3 separate regions of the Zea mays genome follow, and all the other regions are linked to region 1. The links are chromatin contacts, called in public Hi-C maps. All regions are on one chromosome and are shown on one strand. Each heading gives the region's core, a stretch centred on a gene start, on an enhancer-like site or on the middle of the called end of the contact. The rest is flanking DNA. Distances are from core to core; before and after follow the strand shown.

Region 1 (4,710 bases), core at 1,841-4,340:
ATCAAAATTCCCTGGATTTAAGTATATTTGCAGAAAAATATAAACAAACATATAGACCAAACAACCTTATAAATTGAGTACGACTTGAATATGTAAAATTTACTATCACAATACCGATGACTTAAGACAAGACTGTCCTGCCCGAGGTACCATGTTTAAAGCAGCATCGTGTACCAACAGTAAACAAGATACAAATTTGACACAACAGAGAATAGTGCAATTTTGAGCAGTGGGGGACTAAATGCTGTAATCCGAGCACATCCGGCAAGAGATCCATTCAACAATTAGCAAATGTCTGGAACGAAATGTTCAATCCACACAATGTTGCCAAGAACTCTATAAATTCTGACGGAACACGATAAAAGACAAGTACATCAAAATCATCAGCTACTAAGAATTCAGATGCCGAGTACAGCTGTTGTGGCATCCTTACTGCTCGCCCGGTGTAGTCTTGATGATATCAGAATCACCTGAAATCACAATAAAACAACTCTTCATATCCATGTTTTGATCAAAGCATCAAAGTGACTTGTGATATGGAGGCGGCTTTTACCAGGATCGATAATGCTGAGGCAGCAGACACGGAAGTATTTTCCACAGGCTGTTCCAAGGTCAACATTGTCTGGAAAACAACAAAATACAGTTAATTTTAGGACTTGTAACAACAGCTAGTTGCATAGACCAACACAACCCTGTCTCAAATAACATGATAGGAACCAACTATGTACATTATTTAGTTATTCCTAATAACATAGTGTGGTATGCATTACCTTACAATGTAAGTTCTTGTCATATATATTGCAAAGCGAGTAATAATTATGGATTTATGGAAGCCAAAACTTCCTTTCTATTTGATTTATAGTTAATAATTATCTTATGCATTAAACATGCATGGGTGACATTCTTGTGCTTTTCTGCAACTGGCTAGACATTGCAGAACAGTACAAATCAGGGGCTAAAAGAAAAGGTAACATGCCAACTGACAGTTGACATTTCCCTAGATAATGCAACATCGATTGAAGAAACAGAAGGGATGATAACTTACTTCCATGGAAGTGGTGGACTGTCACCTTAGCCAGCATAGCATAGTACTCAATTTCAGACTTCCGAAGCGGAGGACAGTTGTTAGCAATGATCACTAGCTTTGCTGAAAATCAATACATTGATTTAGGCATATTACAAGCATGCTATATAACAAATGATATTGTGTAGAGTCTAAGGCAGAAATTATAGTTTTGTGCACTCACATCTAATTTTAAAGAAGTTATTATCATGTCGAATGAACAGTTAGGCAAAGAAAAGGAGTCAGACCTTAGTAACCAAGTTACCGGATAGATGGGGTCAAGAAACGGGAACGTGGTACAATACTTAAAAAGGATTTTGACACTGAGGGGGTGAGATTGTATCCGTGTTCCCAGAACACAACAAACAAATAAAGTTACACGTTTAAAATACTATACTAGATGGGACATACTCAAAACAATTGTACATAACATAATCCACAAAAAACACTATAAAGCAAACAAAATATAAATCTGAAAGAAGATATCCCCCACTCATGCTCAACCAGTGATATCATGCACAGGTACCATATACGCACAAAACAGGGAGAGGATTATTATGGCGTTGACTCATACACAATGGCCATATAAATACATCCATTGGTAATCAGTTTTCAACGCAGAACTCAAATGTCAGTCACATAAAATAACTGTTTGAAATAAATAGTAACCTAAAAAGAGCAAGCAATGACAACAAACTTTATGTACAGGCTTGAGATAAATTCAGAAATTAAGATACACAACAAATAAAGCAAAACAGCAAAACAAACAGAGGATCAGAATTCTGGCTTGGTTTTCTCAGATGAGAAATTATAGCGCTCAGTATGTTCATTGTCGATCATCTGGGGAAAGGGTCATCATATCCTCATAAGTGTGCAACATAGTTAAAAAACACAAAACGAGGCTACAAATAAGCACTACATAAAATTCAGAAATACATTTTATGCAAAAATGGAGGATCAGAATTCTGGCTTGGTTTTCTCAAAAGAGAAATTATGGCACTCAATATGTTCACTGTCGATCATCTGGGGAAAGGGTCATCATATCCTCATAAGTGTGCAGCAACACAGTTAAGATAACAGAAAAGGCACAAAAAGAGGCAACAAAAAAACACCACATGGAATTCAGAAATATTTTATCATAAACGGATGATTAAAATTATGGCTTGGTTTTCTCAGATGAGAAATTATAGCGCCCAGTATGTTCACTGTCTATCATCTGACCTTCCACTGATAACATTAAGTATAGAGTGAACAAACATTCAGTGACGTAGATAAAAATACGTTGTCCAGAGAATATTTCGGTGGGCGTCCATGCAGCCACAAAGTTCATAGTGGCTGAGGTCATGAGCCCTATTCTCCTTCTTTCAATGTCGTATTTCCATCTTGACATCTAAAAATGTTCACTTCACTTGATTTTTCCCCTGCATAATCCTAATACTCCCACTGTGAGCAGTAAAAAAACAGCTACATGAACACGTCCATAGGCACGGATTGAACATCCACGGGATCAATCTACGGTATTGTAACATAGGCAGACATCCATATGCACCGATTTGACTACCTAACCCGTTAATCAAGAGCTAAGTAGCCTTACGCATGAGACAGAATATAAAGTGTGAGCTTCCTTACACTTAGAATTCCTGAGGGTCCTGAGGACAGTCTTGTAGCCGAGCGTGTACTTGCCGCTCTTCATCACAAGCTGAAGCTTGTTGTTGATGTTGTCCGTGGACTTCTTCTGCACAAAACCAACAACGAAAAACGAAAAACAGAGCTTAGAACATAAATTGCAAGACTGGAAACATGAATACTTGGAATGCAGCAGCAAGACATGTTGCCGCCCAGAAGACGGCAGCAGATCGACGGAAAAGGTGGGAGAAACGTGGGCTTGTAGTCGAGAACTCGAGATACGGGGGTAGATGTGAGAGGGCAGCAGATGTGATCGTTACCGTCTTCTTTGCGGCCACCATGGTTGCGCCCCGATGAGTGACGGCGTCGAAGCGGCTTTGCGCGGCGGCGGCTCTTCTCGGGGATGACTGCGGGGCGGAAGGCTGGAGAGCTAGGGTTTGGTTATTTATAGAGTACAAGGAACCCTAGGGGTTACTGATGTGGGCTTTGTATAGGATAGAATGGGGCTTACGAGTTCTTTGAGCCCAGACGGCAGACGCCCAGACGCGGAGTATGAACTTTGATTTTTGTGGCCAGAAAAAAAAATCTCTTTGACTTCAAAAATAGTTATTTCTATTTTTTGTGGCAGAAAAAAACGTGAGACTACGTACCATGTTGTAAATATGCCCTACTACAATGCTCATGGGTTGTGATGGTATGTAAATTATTTGATAAAAAAGTTTGTGAATAACGATTACATAAAAACGAATAACTCATATATTATCATCAGCATGAACGACGATGTGGTCCATGAATGGCCATATTCGTGCTATGAGGTTCTTGATGTAAATAACCTCATAGAGCTTCTTTCTCGCCAGTCACCTCGATGGCCTCGAGCGTTGTTGGGACCATGCTTTGTCGTCGAAGGTCCTGCAGAAAGAAACAACTTCGGCTGAAGCTGCTCATACGTGATGTCGAAGGTGTCATTTCGTGAAGCTTCGGAATTACAAACCGACTTAAAGATAGAATGACCTTTTAGTCCACAAGAGTCCGAGTCATTGTTGTAAACTTTTATGAGGGGTACGATTGTAATTCCTCACGGGCTGTGTCCTGTGCCTATAAATAGTGAACAATATTCCTTTACTGTTCACGCATTCCTGCAATTGCAATCGCATCACTCGGAAATTATACTTTGTCAAGGAAGAGGTATAAATGTGTCTAAATATTACGTTTGAACATCTTAAATTTATATAGTATATAAATGATGTTATTTATTTTCAATTTACTTGTCTTTAATGCTTTATGTCTTACGTTATTTTATATTATCTTTGTGAGTTCAATTACGAAAGTATAACTTTCGTAGTTCTGCCATTATAACCTTCGTCCGAAGTATATCCTTGGGGAAATAATGCTTCAGCGGACGAAGGGCACTGATATTTTAACATTTTATGTTGCCTTATTCTTAATTCATAGCATTTGAGAACAAGTCCCCAACATTGGCGCCCACCTCCGGTGAACTCACTTCCACTTTTTTGAGCTGATGGCTTCGTTCAACGATCAAGCTGGAGCTGCTTCGGCTCCGAAGCTGGTACTCCCGATAACAGGCGGTTCATGCTCAGAGCCAGCCAACAAGAAGCAGAAGAAGGAAGCACAGAGAAGGGTATAGCACGTTGGGGTGCAAGGACCCTTCATCAAGTCAAGATGGTCTCACATTCCAATTACCTTCTCTCAAGAGGATCTCCAACTCAAGGATTACCCACACAATGATGCTATGGTTATCTCTTATGTGATCAAAGGATTCCTGGTCCATAATGTTTTGGTTGATACAAGCAGCGCAGCTGATATCATATTTGCTAAGGCCTTCAGACAGATGCAAGAGCTCGAGGATAAAATTCATGATGCCACACATCCCCTTTGTGGCTTCGGAGGAAGGCAGATCGTAGCACTTGGAAAAATCACAATGTCAATAACCTTCGGATTCATTAACAACACAAGGACTGAACAAGTTGTATTTGATATTGTTGATATGGAATACCCTTACA
Region 2 (4,989 bases), core at 1,887-4,386, 270 kb after region 1:
TTAGCTATTAAGCTACACCAGAAAGCTGAATGTCCGTCCCTTCACCAGTTCAGTTTGCAGTACAAAATGGTAAGAAAGCAGAGACGCAGATCAGGTGCCAACTTAAACTTTAATAGCAGAGTCAAAGTTACTGCAGATCAGGTCCCAACCAAACTTTAATAGCAGAGTCAAAGTTACTGCTGCACTGATGATACCCACATGTGATCACATGTTAAAAAAGAGAGGATAAACTATATTACATGCCATCAGATGAACTACAGAACCAATTTTTATAAAAGTGGAGAATTTTGTAAAAGCGGAGTGACATATTTCTGATTGACCCTAAAAAAGGCACCGCTGCTTAGACTAACTCCAGCAAGACTCCGTATCCGACTCCGCATCCCCATTTTGCGCGGTCTGAGGCACTGTTGCACGCTCCAGCAGACTCCGCATCCCTCTCCGCAAAATGGACGCCGTGTCCCTGCGCTCCCCATTTCCACACTTTCTCTCTCCTCTCCGCACTCTCTGCGTGCGCGCGCGCCTGCTGGCGGGGCCCAGGTGTCATAGACTGCATGCGGAGTGGGATGGGGAGTGTTGCTGGAAACGGAGCCGGATACGGAGAGGAGAGAGAATGTGTCGGCCGCGCGTTTTAGGGATACGGAGTCGCACACTGCTGGAGTTGGTCTTACTGTGTACTTGTGATGTTATGTTGAGTCAACAACCCCTAATCAGTTACCCTATTATCCAAAACTGTATTGGCAGAAGAATGCAGCAATTCGTTATGGTATGAGCACATGCTAATAACTGGGGCAAAAAAAAAATCCTTAGATAGCCCAGAATTAACAGCATCACGCGGATACAACGAAACAGAAAAAAACACCAAGGGGGAGATACGAGTTCTTCCTTCTTCGGCTAGCTAGCTCTCTAGTCCTCTCTAATCTTCTCAAAGCAGCTCGATCTCTACGGACCGGACGACACCCACCGTGACACTACCACCGCGCGGCCAACCTGTACTGTTCAAAATTTCGCTTCGTCGCAATCGCACTCCAGTGCAGCTTTCTTGCAAGCCGCCTGATGCTTCCTAGAAAAAACAAAAAGTGAATGCAGTGATGGTTGATGAGCTCAACTGAGGCAGTTCGGCCATAACAAAAAGAGAGAGAGAGAGCTAGCGGCCCTTTTCTTAAGGACTACATGTTATTATTAGTATTGCAGTGTGGCAAAAGTGCCACGTTATATAATAATGAGGCTGACCGTACGTCCAAATTGACATGCAGCAATACTTTAATCAGGGACATAACAGACAGAACTACATGGATAAATAAGGTGTGTTTCTGGAAGGTTTCATAAGTGCACCAAATCAAAGTAAGAAGGCAGTGCGACAGTATTGTTCTGTATCACCTCTGCCTGCATCTACAAAGACCTCCACCACCATGTACCTGTTCTTGAAATGGACCATGGTGACTACAGACTTCCTTTGCTGCAGAGCTCCCTCCTCCCTGCATCCAGATGAAAGACCTACCAATACCAAGGAATGTAAGTAAATGAAGCAACATCTTATTTTCTAAATCCCATTTTCCAAGAAAAAATAAGAACTAGGGAGGGTGGGGTGGTGGGAGGAAGGCAGTAACGTGAGGTCAACCATCTAGAAGGTACGCCTGAGAGAATGACACTACACAACAAATGTAGGGGCAAACCGGCGAATTGGGAATGACTGACACAGGCCAAGCCGTCGCCATCGGTCATCACAATCAATATAATAAAACACCGCTGGATGCATTAATGACCTTGTCAGCGAAACTTAAGCAACAGGAGTGCTGATCCATCACCTACACGACGATTGATGGAAAAAAAATAGGAAATGCATGGAGCTCACGCAGAATCAAAAAGCTCGATATCAACGTGCTTGATTGATTTGTCATGTCTAACTTGATTCACAGAAGGTGGACGGGGATTGGACGGAGAGTACCTTAGGGTAGGCGATGGTGCCTGGGTGGGTGTCGAACCCGCCAGTCCAGGTTAGGGTTTGGCGTCGGAGGTGGTGCTGAGGCAGCCAGTGTGTGTGCTTCAACGGGGCCTGCCATCCGAGGTGGCGATGAAGGAAGCGAGTAGCAGGTCCGTCGACGGAGCCTCTCGCGCCAGCTGTCGCCGGTGGCGGCGAGGCGTTCCCCTTCAGCGTCGCGGTCGGGCGGTCGCGGATGTGGTGAGATGTGACTCAGGCCATTCTCACGGCTAATGTTGCCACTGGGCTAACAATTATGCATTAAATAATTAGCTAATACTACCAATTAGTTAGGTATGTTTGAAGTCTTAGCTAGTAGACATGTTTTATTTTAACACGATCTATTAGCATCTATTAACAAGATTAAATGCCCTCTACTCTTGTACTGTGATATTAGAGCATCTTCAAGAGACTCTTCATTTTTTACTCTCTATTTGACTATCTATTTACGTTTTTATAAAGATTACACTTTATATATAACATCTCAGTCCAACAGACTATCTATCTAGTTTGGCTAGTCAGGTGGCTAGCCAAAATTAGCTAGTGAGAGAGCCAATTTACAGAGTCAGATAGCTTGCGAGTCAGATAGCTAGTCTGTTGGAGATTTAATTTACTATTGAGTAGCTAAAATTTAGCTTGGCGAGTCATTTAGCTAGTCTCTTGAAGATGCTCTTAAGAGCATCTCCAAAAGAATCTTCATTTTTGACTCTCTATTTAACTCTATATTTACCTTTTCATAAAAAATATACTCTATATGTAGCATCTCCATTCCAACAGATTATCTATCTAGTTTGATTAGTCAGGTGGCTAGCTAAATTTGGCTAGTGAGGGAGCCAATTTGGAGAGTCGGATAGCTTGACGAGTTAGATAACTAGTCTGTTGGAGAGTTATTTTGTTGTTGAATAGCTAAAATTTGGCTTGCTGAGCCATTTAGCTAGTCTCTTGGAGATGCTCTAACCAATCTAATATATTGAGATATAAGTGAATACTAGATATCCAAAAAATCCAAACATAGGCTACAGTATTGGTTGGATGCCACTTGAGCCCACCAACGCCGTTTTCCTTTGCCTATTTTGCAGAGCGGGCCGCCTGGGCGCGCAGGCCCGCGCCACTTTCATCCTCTCCCAGTATCCACGGCCACGGGCTCGCACGCAGTCGCCGCCGCCCTGCCCGTCTCCTTCCTGTCGTCTCCCCTTCTCCAATCGCTTCCCGATCCCAGCCAATATCTCAGACGGAATCGATCCAAAGCTATCCTAGGGTTCCGCCGTCCCGTCCAGATCCGGGCTCGTCGATGGGGAAGGAGGGCGTGGCGGCGGGGCCGGCGGCGGAGGGGAGTAAATCGCGGTCGGAGTGTATCAACTCGTCCAACCCGTACCACGAGTGCTCCGACTACTGCCTCCGCAAGATCGCCGAGGCCAGGCAGCGCCTCGACGACGAGCTCCCTGACTCGTGGAAGCGCCCGCCCGAGCAGCGCACCGTCCACCCGGACTGCATCAATGCCTCCAACCCTTACCACGAGTGCTCCGACTACTGCTTCAAGCGCATCGCCGACGCTAAATCCCCTGCCTGCGGTGCGGGTGATTCCTTCCCCGTTAATTCGAATCGTCGTGAAGCCCTTCTATCTGTTTATTATTGCTTCAAAATCCGAGCGTTGCTGTCCGCTTACCTGGTACTCGGTTGACTTCTTGTTATTAGGGCTGGAGCGTGAGGAGCGACAGCCACCAGCTGATGTGTTTGCCGCCGCCGGCATGTCTGATGCCGTGGAGCAGCATCGGCCTATAGATAACGATTCCGACGAACAGGAGGGCGCAGGTCCGGATGACGGCTACCCGCAGATGACGGAGAAGCAGAAGAAGTTGTTCGAGCTGCGGCTTAAGATGGTACGACGAGCGGCTGATTTACCTACCACTGCATCCGGGCTATTGCCACGCTGTTTGGTATATCAATTCATTCATCCATTTTGTTGTTGTCTAACGTTCCGCAGAATGAAGCACGGAAAGCGAACCAGCAGGCGATGGTTGCCGAGAAGAAAAGGATGGAGCCTCGTGGCGAGAGCCGAGGTGTTTCTAAGCAGAAGTGGTTAGACGACAGGAAGAAGAAGATTGGGAAGCTGCTGGACTCGAATGGGCTTGATATGAAAATGGCGTACATGCTCGACACGCAGGAGACTGCAGAAGCCAAGTACAAGAAGTGGGAGAAGGAACCTGCTCCATATGGGTGGGATGGTGAGTGAGCTCAATCTTCTAACGCCCACAGGTGTCTGATTGGTAGAGAACAATGTTTTCAAAACACATAGATTGGTGATGTTTACTGCATGGCTTCTCTGTTGCTAGTTGTATAGTTCTTGATGAGTTTCTGCTCCATTCACATTAGTATTCACGGTGCATTGTTATTCATGATTGGTTACTTGGCTTGTGACAACATCAGACTAAGTGTTATGTTACCTTCTGTTATTCATGTTATAAGAACATGTCCAAAGAGAAAGAAGTAAATCCTGTGGAACATAAGTTTATTATTATTATGGGGTTAGGATAGTAGTACGGTACCTTCTTGGCAAAAATTATATTGAATAACTATCTCAGTCCATCCTGCATTTGTATGGTATAAACCAGAGAAGTAAGCTAAGTTTGGAATGTATGGCGAGATATCTCTGTGTCATGTATAAATATACATACAATAGGTAAAATGTTTGCTATTATGTTGCTGGTGTCATGGTGTGTAACTATGTATAGATTGCAAACATATCTTGCTACATAATAATACTCCCTCTGTCCTAAAATAAAATTCGTTTTAGCAAATTAGTGAGTTCATACAACACTTGATGTATATGATTTGTATATGTGTCTAGATTCTTTGAATATAGACATAAAAACCAAGAGCTAAAACAACTACTATTTTGGGACCGAGGGAGTATGTATTCAATACTAGCAGCAACAGTGTTATTATAGAGAATCGTTATTATAGGAATGTCTTCTATTCTTTTCAATTCAGATGTTATGATTAAACACTGT
Region 3 (4,512 bases), core at 329-2,828, 340 kb after region 1:
CAACTCCTTACTATTAGTATTTATACTTGATTATTAGGCTTATTATATCTGATCTAAAACCCTGATTTGGTAAGATAGGACTGTCACGTTAGTCAAGGATCTCTGATCACCATTTAGCATTGGAGGGTTGTTTATTACAACAATCCGTTATTTTGAGAGCAATATAAAAAGATAAACAATAATGTTTATGTGATTAATCTGCCTTCTTCATCTACAAGCCATGTTTAATTTATAAATAGACCTGAGTAGCTATATTTCAGGTTTTCGTTTATTAAAATTACTATTGTTCATTGCTGTTATAATTTCATATGGCATTCATCTGATTTATATGCATGTTTTATTTAGAATTAGAATATTTAATTTATTTAAATATGATGGAAGCATTTCAGTTATTTTTTTAATTGTACAACATATAGAGTCTAGTTTGAATATAGTTATGAGTATTGATAAACTGACGAGGATGGACTAACAAATGTAGCTCCCCGTGAAGCTTCACGACTACGTAGCCTCGTTAACCAATACTCCATTTATATGTAAAAGTCAAGCGAAGCCATTAGACTGTCTTTACCATAAGTAAGGCTTCTCGTCCGTAAAGACTGATCAACAATAAAGAAAAAAATAAACCTAAGGGATAGAAGAGACGATAAATGTCTGGTTTGATTTTACCTGGGCATACTATTGTAATCTTAAATTCAGGGGTATTTAGGACTTTATATAGATAATTATGAAAACGAGAAATTCTTAAAAAAAACTCGTCGTGTGTACGGTTTACTGGCATGAAAAAAATATTTAACTGAATTAACGGATTCGTTTAATTGTCTAAATTCATTGGAGGCGAGACCGCGAGCGAGATAGTTTGCACAGATTAGTCTATTTACAATGGAGGTTTCATGAGGTGTTTCATATATTAATTAGCCTGCCACATCAACTATTTGGATGACATGTCACATCATTTAAAAAGAAAGAGTTTTATGGAGTTTCATGGGGATGAAACCATGTTAACCCGTTTCCAATGTCTTGGAAACTGTGTGAAACCTCTACTGAGAGTGTTTTGTTTCATCTTCATATAATTGAGTAAATTCTATTGGTTATTTATATGCAGCATTTAAGAAGTATGTTTATATATGAAATAGTGAGATAAAACTTTCTATTGAAAGAGGGTATTTCATTCATCCATAAATCTAATATAGCATTTTTGAAAACAGAAACATGAAATCTTCATTGTGAGGAGTGGTGTACAACCAAGGTGGTTAGAGTTAGAATCTACGTATGCGAGGTCGTAATTCGTAAAGTCGGCAAAGCCATCGGAAAGACTGATATGGCCCTGTCTGTGCAACTTGCATGCTGCTGCCGACCGCGTGGCCCAAAGGAAACTAGGGTCCACCAAATGTGTCGAGAGGCGTAGGTAGGAGGAGGAGGATCGCCAGCTGCTGATCCGTTCAACACCTGCCGGCGCCCGCCTGCCTGCCTGCCCAAAACAAGACCGGCCACTTGCTAGCCGTCCTCCTCCCCTGCCCCTGCCATGCGGCGGCACCGGCACCTTTCCAGATTAACTGGCTGCACCACCACCACACCACCACGCCACATCGCCGTCGGCCACCACATGATGCACGCGCACGCCGCCATATAATACTAGTACTACTGAACTACAAGGGGTTCGCCGTGCGAGCGCAAGCAACGACGCGCCGGCCCGCCTACTACTAGTACGGCCGCATCCACCATGGCTGCACCCGCCGCGGCCAAGCGCCCGTACTGGCAGGCCCCCGCCACGGCCGCCGGAGCAGCTGAGCCCAACAAGCGGCACCGCACGGCCGCGGCGCCGGCGCACATGGACGCGGAGCCGGAGCAGGAGGAGCAGCCCCTGCTCCCGGGCCTGCCGGACCACCTCGCCCAGCTCTGCCTCGCCCCGCTCCCGCCGCGCCTCCTGCACGCCGTCTGCCGCCCCTGGCGCCGCCTCCTCTACTCGCCCTCGTTCCCGCCGTTCCTCGCGCTCTACGCCGTGCTCGACGACGCCGCCGCCTTCGCCGGCAGCGGCGTCTCGTTCGCGGCCTACGACGCCGTGGCGGGGCGGTGGGACGAGCTTCCCGCGCCGCCGATGCCGTCGCCGCCGCCCAGGCTGTGGCACCCGGCCTTCCTGTCCCGCCGGCTCCCGCTCCAGTCCGTGGCCGCGGGGGGCAGGCTCGTGCTCGTGGCCGGCTCCACGCGGGCGCTCGCCCCGGCGCTGCCCCGCCCCGTGGTCTTCGACCCGGCCGCCCGCTCGTGGCGGCTCGGCCCGCGCCTCCCGTTCGCGCCGCGCCGGTGGTGCGCGGCGGGCGCGGCCCGCGGTCGCGTGTTCGTTGCGGGCGGAGTCGGCGCGGGCTACGACGCCAGCGACGCCCGGTCCGGCGCCACGTGGGACCCGGCCGCGGACGCCGCCGCGGCCGCGGCGTGGGAGCCGATCCCGCCCATGCGCGACGCGCGGTTCAGCCGCGACGCCGCGGAGGCCGTCTGCGCCGCGGGGAAGGTGTGCATGGTCAGCCTCCGCGGCCGCGGCGCCAAGGAGGGCGCCGTCTTCGACCTGCGCGCCGCGCGGTGGGAGGACATGCCGCCCGGGATGCTCGCTGGCTGGAAGGGCCCGGCCGCGGCCGCGGCCGCTGGCGGCGACGAGGACGAGACGACTATCTTCGTGGTGGACGAGGAGCGCGGGGCGCTGAGCGCCTACGATTGGGCCGGGGACCGGTGGCGCACGGTAGTGGAGTCGGAGCGGCTCAAGGGCGCCGCCGAGATGGCGGCTGGCGGGGGCCGGGTGTGCGTGGCGGCCCAGGGTGGCGACAAGGTGCTCGTGGTCGACGTGGCGCCCTCACGGCCACGGCGGTGGGGTGCCCCCGCCGCCGCGGAGCTCCGGCCCCGCGTCTGGGAGGTGGCGGCGCCGCCGGGGAAGCGGGTGGTGGCGCTGCACGTGCTGCCCCGGATGGCGCGCGCGGACTAGCAGGTTCCCGCCACGTCGTCTGGGAATGGCGGATTGCATGCTCGTTGGATTCGCTACACGTGCTGTACAAGAGACGGCGCACACACTGCCACCTGCTGCTCATGATCCGACTCCACCTCCAGACGTTCGCATCTCCTTCCTTGCAGAGAGTTTGATTCTACTAGCGTGCTGGATCATTCCATTCCATTCCATTGAGAAATCGAGATACCATACCCCCCGTATACACACGGCACTTGCTGTGTTTTCTAGACTCTTTCCTGGCACGACATGACACGGCAGATTCGTAGGACTGCTGGAGGCACGAGCGCGGAAGCAGACGTTGTATGTACCCAGAGACCAAGGGAATCGAAAGGAATGTGCACGGTTGGCGACGCGGTCGGTTCTTTCGCGGCGGGCGGCGAACCGGATCTTCCCCGGGGATCCTGTACCGTGCATATGGATGTGGCGTGCCGGTGCCGGTGCCGGCCATCCACGCGCGGTGCACGTCGCCGCCTCCCTCTCCGGGCGGTCAGACATGGCAGCCTGAGGGTGTCGTCTCGTCCACACGGCCACCAGACACAGGCGGGCGCGCGCCCAGGCGTGGGTCGCCGTCGCCGCGACCCGACCGCCGTAGCCCGTACGGTGCCCCAACGTCTAGTCTACTACCGGCAGGCCCCCTTGCGCCGTGGACGTCGTACGTGGCGCCGGCAGGGATGGGGTCGTGTGTGGTGGTCTGGTCGAGCATTGGTGGAGCTGAAAAGTAGGCGCCCGTCGGTTGCAGGCGCGCGGGAACGGCCGGCCGGCCGGCCATCAATGCGGCAGCTTTCCGTGGTTTGGCTCATTCAATCAGGAAAGGCGGGCGGGGCCGGCCAGCGACGGCGACCGCGACTGCGACGGCGGTCGTGGGGTGTATGGAGGACGGCATCCGCATCCGCATCCGCGTCCGCGGCGCGAAAAGGCGGGAGGCGTATAATAAATTGCGATGCGCACAGGGCGCCCGCCCGCCCGCCGTCGGCTCATCTCATGCCTGATGTCACCGGCGCGGCGACCAGTCGACCTGACCTGCCCTCCCCGCGCCTTAAATTTCATTTGCCGGCTTGCCGCCTGCGGAAGCGCAAAGGCCGGCGTCCCCTTTTCGGGAGAGTCACCAAATGGAAATGGGAGCCTGAAGGATGTATAGGATAAATTTTATATTACCAACTACTATCATTTGACACCGGAAAGGCTTTTGAATAGGGCCCGCGGGCTGAACAAGCACAATCCCCAGGATCCAGTTGTTCATGTCATCACTCATCATGTGCTTGGTTCGCAATCGAAATATCGTCAGAAAACCTGTGACAAGTGTAGGGATTCCAAAGGAAACAAGGAGAGAAAAAACAGCTGTGCGGGCCCCGCGCAGAGGATGTTGACGAGTAAATGAGAAATTGTAACGGGAAAAACAATGGGAATAACCTGAGCCAGAAAAAAAAAACGGGAATAACACGAGGAAAAAGAACCACAACACCTGGTCTGGTGTACAAATGAACAAGAACGTGCAAGAAGCAGGGACCATCGCAAGGAACAAG

What was found. A called contact is a pair of places that touch in the nucleus more often than the background predicts.
Region 2: a contact with region 1 is called in a Hi-C map of ear, with 3 times the contacts expected there. The contact joins the promoter of LOC100274600 here to the promoter of LOC100502201 in region 1. A contact is called at or near these places in 7 of 25 Hi-C or Micro-C datasets (ear, endosperm, leaf and 2 more).
Region 3: a Hi-C map of endosperm shows a contact between it and region 1, with 1.7 times the contacts expected there. The contact joins the promoter of LOC100275515 here to the promoter of LOC100502201 in region 1. A contact is called at or near these places in 6 of 25 Hi-C or Micro-C datasets (bundle sheath, ear, endosperm and 3 more).

The regions. Positions count from the first base shown.
Region 1 is chr5:61,316,446-61,321,155 of Zm-B73-REFERENCE-NAM-5.0, forward strand. LOC100502201 (60S ribosomal protein L30-2) reads right to left here and starts at 3,091. Exons shown (of 5, transcript NM_001196678.1): 1 at 3,010-3,091; 2 at 2,693-2,798; 3 at 1,046-1,147; 4 at 554-622; 5 at 244-470. The coding sequence starts at 3,030. The coding sequence ends at 430. It overlaps LOC111589380 (small nucleolar RNA Z103), which reads right to left and starts at 1,928; the gene lies at 1,833-1,928. LOC111589381 (small nucleolar RNA Z103) reads right to left here and starts at 2,111; the gene lies at 2,016-2,111.
Region 2 is chr5:61,581,904-61,586,892 of Zm-B73-REFERENCE-NAM-5.0, forward strand. LOC100274600 reads left to right here and starts at 3,137. Exons shown (of 5, transcript NM_001148952.1): 1 at 3,137-3,549; 2 at 3,674-3,858; 3 at 3,963-4,203. The coding sequence starts at 3,270. It also overlaps the pseudogene LOC103626440.
Region 3 is chr5:61,662,281-61,666,792 of Zm-B73-REFERENCE-NAM-5.0, forward strand. LOC100275515 reads left to right here and starts at 1,579. Exons shown (of 1, transcript NM_001367378.1): 1 at 1,579-3,128. The coding sequence starts at 1,721. The coding sequence ends at 2,968.